Linked DNA regions of Mus musculus: region 2 is linked to region 1. The links are chromatin contacts, called in public Hi-C maps. All regions are on one chromosome and are shown on one strand. The core of a region is the stretch at or near the end of the contact, and the rest is flanking DNA. Distances in the headings are between cores, read along the strand shown. Region 1 overlaps Gm30310 (a long non-coding RNA gene). Region 2 overlaps Gm41418 (a long non-coding RNA gene).

The links. A called contact is a pair of places that touch in the nucleus more often than the background predicts.
Region 2: a contact with region 1 is called in a Hi-C map of trophoblast stem cells, with 2.6 times the contacts expected there. The contact joins two enhancer-like sites. A contact is called at or near these places in 5 of 484 Hi-C or Micro-C datasets (cerebral cortex, cortical neurons, embryonic stem cells and 1 more) and 1 of 115 datasets of contacts at active chromatin or transcription factors (embryonic stem cells).

What each region holds. Positions count from the first base shown.
Region 1 is chr16:8,882,392-8,887,537 of GRCm38.p6, reverse strand. It overlaps Gm30310 (a long non-coding RNA gene), which reads right to left. Exons shown (of 3, transcript XR_001781949.1): 1 at 3,341-5,146. Among named protein-coding and RNA genes, the nearest start is that of Gm30310, 3.4 kb to the right of the region's middle. Within about 2 kb of position 2,092, at least 7 of the 459 cell types and tissues checked have an H3K27ac peak or open chromatin away from gene starts, as enhancers often do. A contact at or near this core is called in trophoblast stem cells, where this site is marked.
Region 2 is chr16:9,281,456-9,286,601 of GRCm38.p6, reverse strand. All of the region lies in intron 1 of Gm41418 (a long non-coding RNA gene), which reads right to left. Among named protein-coding and RNA genes, the nearest start is that of Gm41418, 4.1 kb to the right of the region's middle. Within about 2 kb of position 1,936, at least 6 of the 459 cell types and tissues checked have an H3K27ac peak or open chromatin away from gene starts, as enhancers often do. A contact at or near this core is called in trophoblast stem cells, where this site is marked.

The DNA of each region.
Region 1 (5,146 bases), core at 843-3,342:
GGTGTTTCATTAAGAGCTTCAGTGATAGCTGCAGCTGCCTCAAGGCATGCTGGGAAGACAGCTCGAAATCTCCTCTCCATTAACCAAAGTGGGTCACACTGCTGACTTTGCAAAGTAGAGAGATAGCCAGTCACGGCAGTGATGGGGGCAGGGGCAGGCGCTCAGGGCATCCTTCCATCTCTCAGCACCAATCAGCACCCCAGCCCTGGACAGGTCAGCGATTCTTACCTGAAATGAACGGAGTACAAAGGAGTATGCTCCCCTAACACTTAGAGACAGACTGTTCCTGGTCTCCCAGGATGCAGGATCTCCATCGCCCAAATCAGCACAGTGGGTGCCCCGACCTCCATGAGAGTGGGGGCTGGGCTTGGTGATCTGTTTTATTTCACCACTGAAACAGTCCCTCAAACATGGCAGGCCTTGAACAGCATTGCTGGGATGGAGCCAGGCAGGGCAGTGTGTGCCTGGAGCTGTGCATGCCCGAGGCTGACTGGGGAGGCATGCTCAAGTCCAGAAGTTTGGGGTTAGCCTGAGCAACAGAAAAAGACCATGTCTACTAAAAATTACACTACAGGCTGGGTGTGGTGGCTCATGCTTGTAATTTCCTGCGACTGAGACTGGAGGATTCCTGTGAGTTCAAGGCCAATCTTTGCAACACAGTGAGATCCTGTCTTTATAATAAACATGATATTTTTTGTTATTTGAAAGAAAACATGACTAAGTCGATGACGGAGCTTTTCCCTCCAGTCCCACGAGGTAATCAGCTCACATTCGGTCTCTTTCCATGGTGTTCTGCTGTTTGTTTGGGGCTTGTTTTTTGTTTTGTTTTGTTTTTCGAGACAGGGTTTCTCTGTATAGTCCTGGCTGTCCTGGAACTCACTTTGTAGACCAGGCTGGCCTCAAACTCAGAAATCCACCTGCCTCTGCCTCCCGAGTGCTGGGATTAAAGGCGTGCGCCACCGCCCGGCTGGGGCTTGTTTTGTTGTTGTGTTTTGTTGTGGGTTTGAGGGGTTGTTTTATTGCTGCTGCTGGTGGTGGTGATGGTGGTGGTAGGCTGATTTTAGAGGTTTGCTATACTTTTTTGTTTTGTTTTGTTTTTGATGTTTTTTGCAGCTAGGAGGAGTGAACCTAGGACCTCTGACATACCGGTCAAGCACATTCATGCCACCCAAGTGTCCTGCCCCTGAAATACATCCTCCCCAGCATGTTTGTGGCACACGTGTAGAGGTGATAAACCTCCTCCACCCGAAACACACATAACTGGCAATTGGGAGCTGGCTGGGGAGTCATGAGAGTGGGAGAGCGGGTCTTGCCCCTCAACAGCTGTGCACTCGGGAGAGTGGGTCCTTTGCCTGGTCTGTGCAGCACAGTAGAGCTGGCCCTAGTAGCAGGGCCGCAGGTGATCCGGCCCTAAGGTAAAGCCAGCATGGGAGCGCTGGCCTCACCACTCCTCCACCATGGGGTTGTGCTGGTGTGGAGGTGAGGCCCTTCCCACACCTAATTGCTGGAAAGCCTTCTGGGATACCACTTGGCAGAAAATGGGCTTCAGGCAGGAATCTGACATTGGAAGTAAGCTCAGGCAGGACTCTGACATTAGGGCATAATAAGGAAGTCAGTTTCAGTAAGAATCTAACTTTAGGCTGTAATAAGGAAGTCGGGTAAGGCAGGAATTTTAGGATGTCTCAGGATGGAACAGAAGAACTAGGCTTCAGGCAAGATTTTGGGCTTGGACGAGGAAGTGGGCTCAAGTGTTGGGTCATTATAACAAGCCCTTTTAAACAACTGCCATGGGAGTAATCACAGGACTTCGCTTACTGCCTTGTTAGTTCCTTATTGTACTGCTCGCCCAAAATACCTGCATGTAATTAAAATGTATAAAAAGTGGATTGGAAAATTAAATTTGCCTTCAGTCTGAGAATTGACTTGGGTCATGCTACAATGTTGTCTAACTATCTTTTTTTCTTTTTAATCCTCACTCCCGCGCTGGAGAACCTGTTGACTGACTGAGCGGGCTTGGTCAGACTCACCCCTCACCACGCCCAGCAGTTAGGAAAGCTGGCCCTGGGTCCTGAGAGCAGGAACGCTGGCCCAGCCTCTTGCCAGCTACAGCACTGAGTGGGCCTCGAACTTTTACTGAGCAGCACAGTGGAGCTGGCTGGAGAGGTATGGGTACAGGTGAGCCACCCAGAGGGCATGACAGCAGAAGAGCTGCCTCCTTCCTGCCAGTAGCAGCATTGGGTGGCCTAGCCAGGGCAGTGCTGGAGAGCTGGCCCTGGTGGTGTGGTAAGGACTGGAGGGCTGACCTGCTCAACTGCCACCCATGCCCAGATCCAAGGCTTTTGAGTTGGCCTATCCCAACATCTACCTCACCTGTGAATTTGGGGGGGGGGGTGTGAAAGGGCCACTCCGGCTGATCCAAAACTCCAAGATCTCATGACACAGGGGAACACATAGGATAACCAGGAGGAGTCCCAGTGAGAATTCAATGTTGGTGTCACAGAAGCCAGAGTCTTCTAACCAGACACATTGCAATGAGCATTCGCAAGTGAAGGCATGTGGACAGAGGGATATCCTGTGGGACACACTGGGACACACTGCAGCTTCCACCATGAGATGTTTTCTATGCTTTGGGTGGGTGTGTGTGTGTGTGTTATTCTGGGGGAGTTGAAAGGGCAGAGGGCAGACACGAGGGGACAGGGAGATGAGCGAAACTGGGGTACATGATGTGAAACTCACAAAGAATCAATAAAAAGTTTTTAAAAATAATAAAAATAGGGGTGGGAGGAAAAAAAAATAAAAAATTAAAAAAATAATAATAATAAAAATAAAAGCATTTAATTGGGAAGCTTGTCTACAGTTTCAGAAAGTCCATGATCATCATGCAGAGGAGCATGACAGCAGGCAGGCAGGCAGGCAGGCAGCAGGCAGGCAGGCAGGCAGCAGGCAGGCAGGCAGGCAGGCAGGCAGACCTGGCCCTGGACAGAGCATAGCGTTTACATCTGATCCACAGCTGCAAGCAGAGAGAGACACTGGGCCTGGCCTGGCCTTTTGAAACCTCACAACCCACCCCAGTGACATGCTTCCCCAACAAGGCCATACCTCCTAGTCCTTCTCAAACAGTTCCACTAACCGGAAGCCAAGCATTAAAATTTATGAGCTTACGGGGACCATCCTGGTTCAAACCCCTACAGTTCCTAGCCCAGTTCTTGTTTTTTTAACACTTGTTTACTTGTTTGTTTGGGGGTAGCAGGTGCATGACTGCAGAGTACAGCCCTGGGAGCCAGTTCTCCTCTCTACCCAGTAAATCCCAGAGACTGGGTTTGGTGGCAGCTTCATTTACCCAGTGAATCGTGTCGTCTTCTCTCTTGCCTTTCTATAGGAAAAAAACACTGTTCTTTTTTCCCTCTGGCTAATCCTTCTGTGGACACACACATGCAGTGCAAACGGGGTATTGCATAGAACACGCTGAGGCCAAGGGTAACAGCTTCCCACAGCACGATCTGCACTTTCATTTTCTTCCATCTGCGGAGGCAGGATCACACTACTCAGTTGCTGGTTGCCAGGTAGCTCCAAGCAGAGCATCCCCTTACTTTCCTCTGCTGAAAGGAACAGGCAGAAAAGACACATAGAGGTCATCTCCTGGCAGGAAGCAGCACGGGCAGCTTCTTAGGTACCCGACACTCAGAGGAACATGGTGCGCTGGCGCCCCCTGCTGGTTGAGTTTAGAATGACTGAGAAACTGTTGTGGCAGGAATGTGAGAGTCTCAAGGTCTTGGTGCCTGACTCCTGGCTCTGCTTGCATCCTATTCTAAGAATCAAATTCCCAGGAAGGCACTTAGTTTCTCCAAAACCATCCCGGGAAGTGGCTTCACGATACAGTTGGGTAGTCTAACATGCACAAGGACCTGGGTGTAACCAGGTACACCTTTAAGCCCAGCAGAGACAAGCAATCTCTGTGAATTTAAGGCCAGCAAAGGTGGGACATTCCTCTAAAGGAACAGGTTTGTACATTCACGCTCGAGGCTGGCCCTGGCTGCAGAGTAAGACCCAGTTTCAAATAAAAATAACAAAAGCCCTACTTTAAGTTTTCAGACACATTCTGACAACTGCCTCACTAACAGCTGCTATTTAGTATCTCATTCGCTCACTACTCTTTAAAAAAAAAAAAGCCAGGAGGTGGTGGTGGCACATGCCTTCAATCCCAGCACTGGAGAGACAGGGAGACAGAGGCAGGCATGCCTCTGAGTTCCAGGCCAGCCCTAGGACTACACAGAGAAACCCTGTCTTGAAAAAGTAAACAAACAGCCAGAAGTGCCTTTGTTTCTTTATTGGCACACATGGCACAGGGTATCTGTGAGGTCAGAGACGACTTTCAGGAGCCCAGTGTCTCCAGAGCAACTGTTGAAGCTGCCTGGCTCTTCAGGCTCCGTCTATGTTAAACAGACATTTTGCCAGTGGCATTTACTTTAAGGATTTTAATAAAAGGGGTATCTGACATGAGTTCCTACCAATATCCCCAAAGCGGAAGGCTCGGAGCGTTTCTTCAACACAGAAAACAGCATGAGGTTGAAAATGCCTCCTGGACATTAAAGAGCATTTCAGAGGGGCTAGTGATGTCACAGTCGACCCTGAGGCCCTGGACTCCTGAATAGGGAGAAGAGACTCTGTCTATGGGAAGAGCCTCATTGACCAGTACTGGCCACAGTGCAGATGCTGGGCCAGCAAGATGGCTCATGGAGCAAAGGCCCTTCCTTGCCCCTAGCCTGACAACCTGAGTTAGACCTCCACCACATGGTGGAGAGGAGAGGACAAACCTGACTCGTCCTTGGACTTCAACACATGCTGCTGGCAAGCATGGGTGAGCACACACGCACATAGTGAGGATTGTGAGTGGTGTGGCTGTACACGCCTATAACCCCAACACTCAGTAGGCTAAATCAGGGGGCTCACCCCAAGTTCAAGGCCAGCCTGAACAACAGGGTGCTTTCTAGACCAGGGCTGGTCATGGCAAGATTTTAAGTAAAAAGGATAACATCTAAATACTCTAAGTTGAATTGTATAATTTGAGTGAATTCTATGATATGTGCAACTTTTTTTTAAGAGGGATTTTTTTTTTTTTTAAATAAAAGACATCTTGGGGAGGGGC
Region 2 (5,146 bases), core at 687-3,186, 400 kb before region 1:
TACATCCTAGCACAAACTCATAAATATATTTAAGTTATGAGATTTTGGGTGATTTTTTTGCAACTCAATTGTTAAGTTCTTGAGAATGAACATTGTAGATAAGCACATCATATTACAATGCCCAAATGGACTCCCCTGCAGGCTTACATAAAACTATGAGTGGCCTTAGGGAAAATGATGAATAAAATGTGGGGAAATCAAAGAGTTGCTATCTACAAAGTTCACGTGGGAAAGTCAAGCTCATGAATCTCTTGGCCATCACCAAACTAATCCAGAAAAATATGTCCTCTTCCTCTGTATAGATGGGGTGATCCAGAGGGAAGAAACAACAAGATAAAAAGATACCTAATACAATATTGATTATGGTAGCAGACCCACACATTGAGGCTAAGAAACCCATATTCTTCTATTATCATGCTGTACAACAGGAAAAGACCATGATAAAATTCAGTCCAAGTCCAAAAGTTAAAAATCAGGAAGGCCGCCAAGGTCAGTCCATTGTGCAGGATGCCAAGGACCCAGAAAACAGTGATCTACAGATGGGCAGGGCAGAGCAATGTGGAAAACAGCTAACAGATCCAATGTGTTTCTTATGGACTAGACACTATGGATTCACTCAGTTCTCACTATACATCTTTTTGTTTGTTTAATTATTGCTTTATTTTATAGAATTATAGAAAATAAAGCTAAGTTTTAGGTATCCCATACAATTTTTAAGCTTATAAAATAAGGAAATAGTTAAGTGAACTGCAGGAGCCATGCAGATCAGCAGTAAAACAGTTGCCCAGTGTTCACAGAGTCCCTAGGTATCATCTCTACACAGGGCATCATGGGAAGAGTGAACAAAATGAAGGAAGGAAAAGGAGAAGGGGGAGAACCAGCTATTAGAGTTATTTCGTAAATCAGATGTTAATACCACTGACATTCTAAAACCCAAGTACCATCATTAAAGTATTTATATCAAATAATTTCTTAGGTCCTACAAAATTAAGGTTGGATTTCCTATTTATTTATTTATTTATTTAGAGAAATGATGTACCAATACACTCTCACAACAGACTATACATTTGCCAAACTATAAGTCATGTTTAAAAATACAAACTTTGAATTGGACCTGGCTAGCTTGTGGTCTTTTGAACAGGTGTAAGGTAGACTGTAGCAAGTGACTGGGGTACAGGAAAAATGCTTTCTTCTAGAGGAAAAGCCTGCCAAGCCCAGCTGTAGGGATTCCATTGCAGAACTCAAAATGAATAAATCATAAACTCCTTCTATTTGGGTCCCTGGAGCAGCCCATTTTTAAATTTGATTTCATTTGCTTAGAACTGGCTCATTCCCTAGGGTCTCTTAGATGTCCTTGCATCCTTCCAACAAATTGTTTCTTGCTCAGGCTGACTCAAGTTGTCCTTTGTTATTGAAGAGCAGCATCAGAAAACATCTTAATAATGAATGCAGAGCGACTCCTTCTGTGAAGCCTTTTTGTTGCTAGGCTGGGAAAACTTTCCTAAGTGTAGCAGGAGCTGTGTGTTGTCAATTAAATGAAGCTTCAGTAGGCATGTATGCACTTCTGATAATTCAGACACCTGAACTCTCAGAATAGTGGAAGTTACCAATGTACCAAAGGCTAGCTTTGGGGTTCATATGCACTTGTACAAGTGCATATACCATGAACTACTGGGCAGAGATGCTGAGAGACCTCTGCAACTCCACATGACACAAACAAGTTAGCAAAACTGGAATGCCAACAGCAGATGTATCAGCGATGGAGACAGATGGCCTTTTAAATCATAACAAAGTAGAGAGTAAGCTACAAGTCAACTTCACACCTAGAGAAAAAGTAACACGTGTGTGTCTTTTCTGAATGCAGTCAGGGAGATATGACTCAGCTCTTTGCTGTCTCTGTGACCTTGAAGGTGTTGTCTTGACCTTGGAGATGGCTTCAGGCTATCCTTGTAGAAAAGAAGATAAACAATGCAAGGCGCCTCTGAGAAAGGGAGAACCTGAGAAGTCTTTAGCATCATGCCGGGCCAAAATTACCATTTGAAAGGTGGCAGAAAAACAAATATCACACACTTTCATCTCCTCTGTGGATGCTTGACTTTATGTAGGTGCATAATATCCTATATGCATAAATGCAATAGGAGAGAATAAGTACAATGTATCCTTATAAGAATGCCCTTATGTCACCGGAGTGGGAGTAAAATGGCTCTCTGACATACCTTTATAGAGTTTTAACAATTAAAATGGACTCAAAGACACTAGAAAGATGGAGAGTAGGAGGGTCTCACCCACCTTATCCCCCTGCTCTGCAGAGCCTTTGTTAGACAGCTCTGGGGTATTGTACAGAGATGGAGAGAAGAAAGGCTATTGCTGAACTCAATGACCTATGCTTCCCTCAGAGGCTGCCCTAATCTTTAAAACCTCACTGTGGCTCACTCTCTTCTCTTGCTCTCTTCTCTTCCCTCTCTGAGCCTTCTCTCCCCATTCTGCTCCCCATCTCTCTCCATGTACTCATGGTTAGCCTCTACTCCTTTCTCTCTCTCTCTCTCTCTTCTCTTCTCTTCTCTCTCTCACTCTCTCTCTCTCTCTCTCTCCCTCTCAACTCCCTTCCCCATGCCCTAAATAAACTTTATTTGATACTAAAAAACAAACAAACAAACAAACAAACAAACAAAAACCTTCATTTAAAAAAAAAAGAATGCCCTTATGAAATCCAGGACTAAATATAATGAATATATGCTGATAAAAATGTAAATGTGTGGCAGGGTGTTTGTGTGTGCGTGTGTGTGAGTATGTGTGTCTTTTTTTTTTCCATTTTTTATTAGGTATTTAGCTCATTTACATTTCCAATGCTATACCAAAAGTCCCCCATATCCACCCACCCCGACTCCCCTGCCCACCCACTCCCCCTTTTTGGCCCTGGTGTTCCCCTGTACTGGGGCATATAAAGTTTGCAAGTCCAATGGGCCTCTCTTTCCAGTGATGGCCGACTAGGCCATCTTTTGATATATATGCAGCTAGAGTCAAGAGCTCCGGGGTACTGGTTAGTTCATAATGTTGTTCCACCTATAGGGTTGCAGATCCCTTTAGCTCCTTGGCTACTTTCTCTAGCTCCTCCATTGGGAGCCCTATGATCCATCCATTAGCTGACTGTGAGCATCCACTTCTGTGTTTGCTAGGCCCCTGCATAGTCTCACAAGAGACAGCTACATCTGGGTCCTTTCAATAAAATCTTGCTAGTGTATGCAATGGTGTCAGCGTTTGGATGCTGATTATGGGGTGGATCCCTGGATATGGCAGTCTCTACATGGTCCATCCTTTCATCTCAGCTCCAAACTTTGTCTCTGTAACTCCTTCCATGGGTGTTTTGTTCCCAAATCTAAGGAGGGGCATAGTGTCCACACTTCAGTCTTCATTCTTCTTGAGTTTCATGTGTTTAGCAAATTATATCTTATATCTTGGGTATCCTAGGTTTGGGGCTAATATCCACTTATCAGTGAGTACATATTGTGTGAGTTTCTTTGTGAATGTGTTACCTCTCTCGGGATGATGCCCTCCAGGTCCATCCATTTGGCTAGGAATTTCATAAATTCATTCTTTTTAATAGCTGAGTAGTAGAGTATGTGTGTCTTTATGTGTGTTTGTGTGTGTGCGCGCGCATGCTTGTGTGTGTGTTGGGGGAGGGGAGGAGTGTTGAAGAGGTGTAAGTTAGTACTGTCCTCAGCCATGAAGACAGTTACCACAGCTCAGATGTCACCTCCTGCAGGAAGCCCTTCCTGACAGCTTCACCCGCAAGCAACATTCCTTACCTTCAGGACAGTCTTTCTGTGACTTTCATCATTGCCTGTGTGTGCTCAGCAGTGAGGACTGAGATAAAATGACACCTGAGGGAAGAGTTGTCATTTGCCTGTGATTATGCAGTTAACAAGTGGCAGAATTGTGAAGGTCAAAGTCAAGAGCGAGCGCCTGACTCTGGAGTCCAACCTTTTAATGTCACCTTTCTTCCTCAGGTGCTACCATTCATGATGTCACCAATATTCTTGTTGTTGCCAAACCCCTATTAATGTAATCTATGAAAGAGTCTTTTAATTGATTCTGGCTCCAAACAATGAAATTGAATGTAGGGACCCATACCATGCTTTTATGGCTAGCATCAAGGGCTTGATACAGCCAGACTGAAGTAGAAACTGCTGGGCGAAGCTGAGGCAGAACCAGCATTGCTTGCTTGAGCCCGGTGAAGACTAGCCTTGTCATTTGTCTCATCTACTTTAACTCAATCCTTTACTGAAACTGTGAGTATGTGACCTACTCCCACGACGGACAGCCATGCTGCCCAGTGTCTCTGTAACCCCAGTACTTGGAGACTGAAGATGCAGCTTCTGTGGCAGGGTCTGTATATACTAGGTGTGATCCCATTTCTAAACTTCACTGGGAGCCTAAGAAGAAGGGCTCTTGATGCAAGCTGATCAATTCTACCTCCTTCTCATCTCCTACCAGTCAAGTAAACTCAGGGCAATTCCCCTCTCTACACCCCATTTCTCTTGTCCACTAACAAGGATGGTGCTCCCAATTACATGGACCAACTCTCAGGCCAAGTGAGTGGTCATATGTAAAAGCCTTTCTGGGCTCCCTGGCACACATCACTCTCCATTGGATTGTCCAGTTATAAGTCACCAGAAAAGCCTCCCCAAACACGTACAACTCCAGTGTCTTATGTGGAGGGAAAAGGATTCCGACGGCCTTAACTGTCTTTTCCACCTCCCCTTCCTTTGCCTATCTCACACTAAAATGGAAAGCTGCCCTCCCCACCCCGGGGGGGGGGGGGAAGCATGTGCTATGGAAAAACACATATTTTAGTGGCACATGGAGGGAAGACACAGGTATGTGTCTCCAAGAACTGTGACTCCCACTCAAGTAATGCAACCTCTTTTAATATTCCCACATTGAGAACAAGAACAGGAAGTAAGGGGAGAAATGGCTGACACTCCAAGTAACACAGCCACTGTTGCTATCTCCCCAGATATTTTAGTCTTCTGTGAGACACTGTTTTCTTCGCAGCAGTGTTCTCTGTGTTTCTTTGCCTCTGTTTTTTTCCATGTGTGTATGTGTGTGTGTGTGTATCTGTTCTCCCCCTTTCCACACAGTTCTT